Linked DNA regions of Drosophila melanogaster: region 2 is linked to region 1. The links are chromatin contacts, called in public Hi-C maps. All regions are on one chromosome and are shown on one strand. Each heading gives the region's core, a stretch centred on a gene start, on an enhancer-like site or on the middle of the called end of the contact. The rest is flanking DNA. Distances are from core to core; before and after follow the strand shown. Region 1 holds the start of spen (split ends). Region 2 holds the start of ex (expanded).

Region 1 (3,855 bases), core at 706-3,205:
GGAGAACAAGTAATTAGCGGCGGGATCGACAACGAAGTCAAAATCTGGGACATTCGAAAACAGGCTGTCTTGCACCATCTGCGAGGGCATTCGGATACGATTACCGGAATGTCCTTGTCCCCCGAAGGAGACTTTATCTTGACAAATGCCATGGATAACACCTTGAGGGTGTGGGACGTGAGACCTTATGCACCCGGGGAAAGATGTGTGAAGGTATTCCAAGGCCATCAGCACAATTTTGAGAAGAATCTGCTGAGATGCGCTTGGTCGCCGGGAAGCGATAAAATAACATCGGGTTCCGCCGATCGGCATGTCTATATTTGGGATGTAAATACAAGGAGAATTCTTTACAAGCTGCCCGGACACAATGGCAGTGTCAATGCCGTGGATTTCAGCCCAAAAGAACCCCTGATTCTATCTGGATCCAGCGATAAGACTTTGTATCTGGGAGAGATCGATGAATGACCAATTTTGAATAGTAAGAGCGAAAGCGATTATTGAAACCCACGTTACTTCTTAGATTAGTTTGTTGTGCACAAATTATCTGAATTCGCTAGGTGGAAGTCAATAAAGTATAAAATGTGTAGACGAAATATGCATTACACTCCAGTTTTGTCTTTATATACAATTACTATTACAATTTCAACGTGCAGAACTGGCCTTTCTTCGAATACCTGAAAATGATGATGAAATTATAGTAAGAACGCATTTTAAATAAGCCCTACGAATAAATATCTATACAGTTGATATCGTACAGTTGGGAGGCGCGTGGTATCACAAATAAGTTTTATTTTAGATTTATCAATGAGTTAATAAGTTACTTTTATTGCTGCGGTGGTGGAGCTCATTTTCCAGATTTCCCCTCCTTCATACAGGCAGTACACTTGTTGAAGCGGAAACGGTGTTCTTGAAGAGTTGTCCGAAGAACTTGAGCCCCGTAGCTCCCCCAGGGACAGTGCCCAGGACCATAAAGAGCAATGCAATTATTTGCGCCACTGCAAAAAGGACTGTAAATGCGGTGCTTTTGGCCACCAAGGCGCAGTATAAGGTTAAAATCAAACAGGAACTATATGAAAGCGAGGTGAGCAGTCTTGGTTTGGAAAACATTTGCTTTAAAAAGGATCCAAATCCGGAGAGAAAGCAAAAGCTCAAAATGAAAAAGAGGCTGCCAAGGGTGTAGAGCAAGGCAAACTTTCTGGCCTTCAATATTAGGAAGGGAATGTAGAACGTGGAAAGGGTCATGCACAATGCGCCCATTCCTAAACAGGCCACGAAGCCCACGATTCGCTGCAGGCGAGACTAGAAAAGTTCAATTTTAAATTAGCACATTCTGAACACACCAGAGATTGATAAACCCACCAATTTTGGAAAACATGAGTCGCTATCTTTCAGAAAACTATTTGCTTCTGGGTCGGAGCTGGAGAAAAATGGAACTTTCAGCTGTGGCAACTTGACGTTGAAACTTGGTTTCTTCTGATCACTCTGCAGTAGCAAGTATTCATCCAGGTCCGATTTTAAATTACTCATACTTCTTTTATATTTATTTATTTGTCGTGTAAGCAAAACAAAACAAGCTGCTAGCCGCGATAACGATAACCAACACAGCTAGAGCTGACTCCTTGGCTATACTATCTACTATACTTTTCCGGTGTAAAGCTATGTTATGTTGGTCTTTGATATTTGTGGTTTTCATAAGTTAAACGAGAAATAAAGCTAGAGAGCATGATAATGATTCTGGTGATGATTAAGTTTCAGGACAACAAAGTCCACTTATAAAATAAATATAAGTTAACACCTGCGCTTAACATAGTTCTGTTGAAAAACTGATGTTAATGGTTTGGGTGCTGGACAAAATAAATGTTTAGTATATTTTTGGTATTAACTTAGGGTGTGTGTATTTTCATAGGACACTGCTGCGACCACATTGTGTCGGTCACACAAGAGCATCACTAACGGTCACATTGTTTTGAAAATTTTTGGAGTGAACGGACCGCGCGCGTCGTTTGCAGCGAGCTAAAAAAAAAGCAGTACAACAACAACGGCGGCGAGCGATTAAACAAAACGCCGCCAAAACACACACAGCGAAAATAAATTGTTATTATCTGAAAAGGCAAGTGCCACCACCCCTTCCCCATTCTGAGTGTGTTTGTGTGAGCAGCGGCTGCTATATATCTGAGTGTGTGTGTGCGCGAGTGGTTTTGTGTGCGAAAATGCATTAATTCACCAATACGAAAGCAGATGCAGCAACAACATCAGCATCATCAGCGAGAGGAATATTGCAAGCGTTAATCGAAATACAGTAAAATACAAGAAAAAACAGGCAAAAGTAAATTGATCAACGAGAAAAGCCTACTGAATGATAAAAATTAAATTTTTTTATTGTTTTCCATTTAAATTTGTGATGCCTTTTGCCGAATAAAAAGTCACCTCATAACCCAGAGTGAATAAATTACATGGAAAAATAACGTAAAATACACCGAGTGTTAAATAAAATCAAATCGGTACATTTGGACTCGGTTCGGTTATTTCGGTTCGACACGCAGAAAAGGCAAAACTCAACGGTCGCGTCGATACCATTTTTGGAAATTATCGAAAGAGCATAGCAAAACCTTTGCCTCGAAATATAACGTGTACAATGCGTCAGTTTCGAATAAAGTCCAAACCGAGTTCACAATAATTTAATTTACTGAGGCAGCGAAAAAGGATTCTTCCATGATCGGCCAAGGAAAGCAGCTCCAATGGTGTAAGTCTTGAATAAATATGATTTGTAGCAAATTATAATAAAAGCATATTTATTATATTTTTAGAACTAAGCACGTATTTTTGGGTTTCTAAAAAAGAGTTTATAGAATTTTGTTCATGGAAAGATAGCTAGTGTTATAATTCAAAGAAGTATATCGTATAAATAACGTATTCATTATCTGTATTTCAGCTCTCAACGCAAATGGTAAGAATGGATCACTCGATTGAAAATCCACATAAATGGAGCAAATAATCCATTCACGGAAATAATGTGATAACCCAATAAAAGCCCATGTATTTTGAAATTTGGGTATGTGTTTAAATAAGTGCATAACTAAATGTCCAATAAAAGAAAAATTAGCACAATGAAATGTCTAATTAAAGGAAAATATGCCCGTACCAAAAAACGTCATAATTTATCAACTAAAATACCATATAAACAAACAATCCAAATAAAAGTGGTTTCAGAATTTTCTAATATAGTAAGATATATAGTGTTTTTGTAAGATATATTTATAATTTTTTTAGCAAGGAGCACAATACTTTTAATAAGCATTAGCTGATTTCGGACAAAAGTCAGGTTAGACATGTCGTTCGAAATCGTCCATTACTCCCAGAAAATATTCTGTACAGAGCAAAACTTTCTTCCTCTTCTTCGGGCGGTCTAAAGCAGTTGGTAGAACACCAGTACAAAGAAAATTGGCACAACAAAAAAGTGAGCTCTGCGGTAGTGACGCCGGCAGAGGCAGTGACCGAGGCAGAGGCTTTTTGCTGCCGACGGCGGGCAGCAATTAACTCGAAAGCAAAGAATTTCATCAGAAATTCAAAGCACACATACATACTAAAACGGATGACGTGCAACGTCGGCAGAAGCAGCGGCAGTGAGAGACGTTGGAAATTTGTAGCGAAAAATCCAGGCTGACAGCTCCCCCAACGTTCGAAAAAGTAACATGGCGACTATATATAACCCGTATATATAAATATAAATACTGCGTGTGTGCGCGGACTCCAAACTACAAAAACGAACAACGCAAGGGAGCAATGGGTACGGGGCAGCCATTGTTGCGGGCGTCAGAGCGAGACAACAGGAGAGAAATTGTCGTGTCGTTTGAA
Region 2 (3,855 bases), core at 683-3,182, 270 kb after region 1:
ATCATCATCGCCAGCGACTTTGGCTCTGCCCAAGACCGCAAAGAGCACGAGGAATTTTGAATAGAAAGAGGATCAATGGCAGCTGCTCTTGGCTGAAAGATCACTTTGCCAAAAAAAAAGGCCAGAAATGCGCGCCAATTCCGCAAAAGCGATTCTCTGGACCGGGAGACTGGAGACTGAAATCGACTTCAAGGAATTGCATAAAACATTTTTGGCCGTTCTTTTTTTATTTTTTCACTCTCCTCGCTCAAAACTTCGGCCTCGACCAGGCTCCAAACCTCGCACACACACAAGCACAGATATAGAACGTATGTATATCTACACGATATTGACCAAGAACGTAGTTCCCAAAAGGCTGCTTACAGCAACAACAACAACCGGTCTTAGAGAACCAGCGACCAAGCGATCGACCAAAGACGAAAGAATAACGAACAGCCACAAAACAAAAAAAAAAAACAAGAATGAAAAGCTTGGGCTTCAAGTCGAAGATGGAAGTACTCTAGATCTCTTGTAGTCAGACTGATCCGGTGGGTAACAAACTACCTTTACTCAAATTCCCTTACACCATAGGCTTGTCAATAGAGAAATTTTCAAAATTTGTCCCAGGAGTGGCATGTACTTTTTTTGAAACCTACAAACCTTTTTTAATTCTTCCCGTTGTATCCCAAACAGGGTATAGCAGACACCACAACGCAAAGTACACTCAAAGAAATCAAAGGCTGTGCGAGTTGTTCCCATCGAAACCCCGCCTCACCGGAATGTCTCGCCCAATTTCTACCCCTGCCCCACCACTTCCCTGACTTCAGTCAACAAGTTATGTCCATGGCAAGACGACCCGACCCCGACCCCTTGACTCTCCAATTCTGAGTCTTCGACTTTTGGCCGGGTCTTCAGGGGCGTAGCGAGGGTTTGGCACCGGGGCACAACTTCGATCATCATTATATAGTCTTTTGGTTGTGTTTAGTTACGATTTTTATATCATTTAGACTTTTTTCCATATAATCTAAATTTTGTTTTCTGTGGATTTTTCTAAGTAGCCCCTTGGACGAACTGGTTAAAACCTTACTTGGCTTACACTGATCCCCGCCCTTTCGTGGGGCGTGTGTATGCCGCATATTTGAAGCAAATGATGGTTGAAGAGGTGGAGGAGGGGAAATGAAAAGGAGGAAATCTAAAGAAGAGAAAAAGAGGGAAGAGGGAGCAAAAAGAATCCAGCAAATCAAGCTCACATTATGCTGAGGAATGCGCCCAAGTGACGATATCGTAGCAGCAGAGGACGCCGATAGAGGCAGAGTCTTCAGACCCTCAAGTTCCGATTCCGATTCTCCCTCGTCCAGTGCATCTGTATCTGGAGTTTTGCCCAGAGAGTTTATTTATAAGATAGTCGCATCGATGGCTAGCGCAGGGATACTGAAAGCTAGATTTGAATCCAATAGGCTTCCGCCATAGTTTGGCAAAAAGTGAATGCCAAAAGATAGAACTCATAATGTAATTGTAATATACAATGTAAACTACAAGATAGCATGTGATAAAAAGCAGAATTAGAAAGAAAGGTACCTTTGTTAAAATTCTCATATGCATTTTACTTAAATCTGCTATCCTAACAGGGTATCCTTTAAGCCCTTGAGAATCGGAATCGTCGTCTCGCGAGATAAGCCATTGGAATTCCACTACTCACACGGACGCACACACTATGTAGTTGGCTACTGGGATTCTCCTTTGAAGTTTGTTTTTCTTTTATTGCTTATTGCTATTTACATTTTCGTAGCCGTTGTTGTTGTTGCCATCGGGTTTGTGTATCGCTGTGTGCGCTTCTTTCGAATTCGAATTCTCTCTTGGGCTCTCTTTTCGTTAAACGCGGCTTCGTTAAGTTTTAACGAAATCTCGACTCGATCTTCGTTGTGTTCGGTTTCGCTGAGCAGGGGCAAAATCAGTATATCGCTAAACGTCAACGGTAACCGAACAGATCGTCGGGACAGCAAAGCATGTGCTTTCCACTGGGAAATATAAATTCGGTTTAATGAATTTATTCGAGACCTAACATTCGGAAAAGTTGTTCTTCAGATCTTAAATGCACACCGCACGCACACCAGATCGCCCAGACACACACAGAGCTACACAGATTCAGTTGCTTAAAGTGAAGTTCGGTTTTCACTGAAACAAAAACAGCGCGCTTCGTTTTCGCACTCGCCTCAATTACAAAAGTGATTTTTGTTGGTGTTGGTGCAACTAGTTCTGATTTTGGGAAAACGCGCCTTAAAACCACGAAAATATCTACGACTAGTAGTGTAAAAAAGCTGAAGTCAACTCCGAAAAGTTGGTGCTGGTCAAAAAGAAAAAATTCAGCCGCAACAACAACTGCCCACTGGAAACTACAACTACAACAAATAAAGCAGTCAGCAACAGCAAAAACAACAACCCAGCAAACGGCATTCTTTCGCGCAACAACAACGACTCCACGCACACAGATACTCTCAGTTGCGCTCGCCCGCGTGTGCAATTGTTCTGGTGTTAGTGAGTTTTGATTAAAGTATGTGCGACGCTGGAATGCGACCCGATCGCTGTTGACTGCGCAGTCGCAGCGCGCGTCGTGGAAGTGGAAGAGGTCAGAAAGTAACAACAACGAAACGAAAATTTTACTGTTAGGCACTTATCGATAGCCAAATCAATAGATCGGTTTTAAGAGTGCACGAAGAGTGAGCTTTAGTTAAACAAAACTACCAAACCAAAATTAAAAAGCCAGTTATTGTGGATTACGCGAAACCGAAACAGAAGCAGATACAGATACAGCATTAACAATGCCGACTTCTGCAGCGGCTTAAGGTAAGAAAAGGACAGATACACGTGCAGATATAGAGTGGTGTACCCATATGGGGCCATTTCCCCGGAATTTTAATGACTCCCTGAAAACGGCAAACAAAACAAATGCCAGCAAATTTCTTATCTGTCAACCATAAAATCGCCAACGTCCAACGATTGTTTAACATTTCGTTGTTGTCGCCAGCTTTTTTCTTTAAATTTTTTTTTTTGCGTCCCGCTAAGAGTCAAAAATTCAGCGAATTGTGCAATTAACCCATTTCGGGCCATGGAATATCAAATGTCAGTCAAACTTGACACTCTACGGAGGGTATATTGAAATGGGGAAGCTGTTTAGAGTACTATTGTGTCAAATATATATGTACATTCACATGTGCATACATATGTAGTTATATAGTAGGCCTGACCGACTTTTTAAATACCGGTCACATTTAATTAATTTTTTTTGACATTTTCTATGCGGCCCTAAAGTATCTTTGCACAGGGTTTCACTTATCTCGGGATCCAATTTCCAAGTGAGCTAGTCAATTTGATAGGTTCTATGGCTAATAGGCGACTTAAACGGTTGTCAGAACGATCGACGGCGATGCAATTAAGTGAAAATGGAAGCTCCACAGAGTTCTATTGTTATTCCCGGGTTTGGAATTTCAACCGTCCATCGGGATCCCTGGAACAATTGCTGAAATCAGAAACCGCTTGGCAATCAGACATCTTGAATGTAAATCAGCGAAAGATAAACAAACGGGTGAAAACACACGCTTTGGGTATCAGTCGATAAGCTTTAAGCGGTTAAACGCTAATCGTTAAACGATTTTGCCACCAGGCAATCATATACATATGGGTAACTGTATCTGCGGACAGACGTATCTATATCTCGGCAAGTACACATGTATTCCCCGGATCGTAGTTTTAGTTCGCTTGTGGTTTTTTCGATTGAGCACTGACGTCTACATCTCCATCTCCGTGCGTATCTCTTGATCTCCACATCACACTTGACCTCAGGCAATGGGCTTTTGCATTGAAGCTGACAACAGCAAC

The links. Hi-C and Micro-C count contacts between places; a contact is called where the count stands out from the background.
Region 2: a contact with region 1 is called in a Hi-C map of the Kc167 cell line, with 4 times the contacts expected there. The contact joins the promoter of ex here to the promoter of spen in region 1. A contact is called at or near these places in 6 of 107 Hi-C or Micro-C datasets (the Kc167 cell line, the S2 cell line, eye imaginal disc and 1 more).

What each region holds. Positions count from the first base shown.
Region 1 is chr2L:157,077-160,931 of dm6, forward strand. spen (split ends) reads left to right here and starts at 1,956. Exons shown (of 11, transcript NM_079979.5): 1 at 1,956-2,743. It overlaps CG33635, which reads right to left and starts at 1,588. Exons shown (of 2, transcript NM_001032044.2): 1 at 1,360-1,588; 2 at 760-1,299. The coding sequence starts at 1,527. The coding sequence ends at 868. It overlaps CG3436, which reads left to right. Exons shown (of 3, transcript NM_001298614.1): 3 at 1-590. The coding sequence ends at 465.
Region 2 is chr2L:429,295-433,149 of dm6, forward strand. ex (expanded) reads left to right here and starts at 1,933. Exons shown (of 6, transcript NM_057492.4): 1 at 1,933-2,823.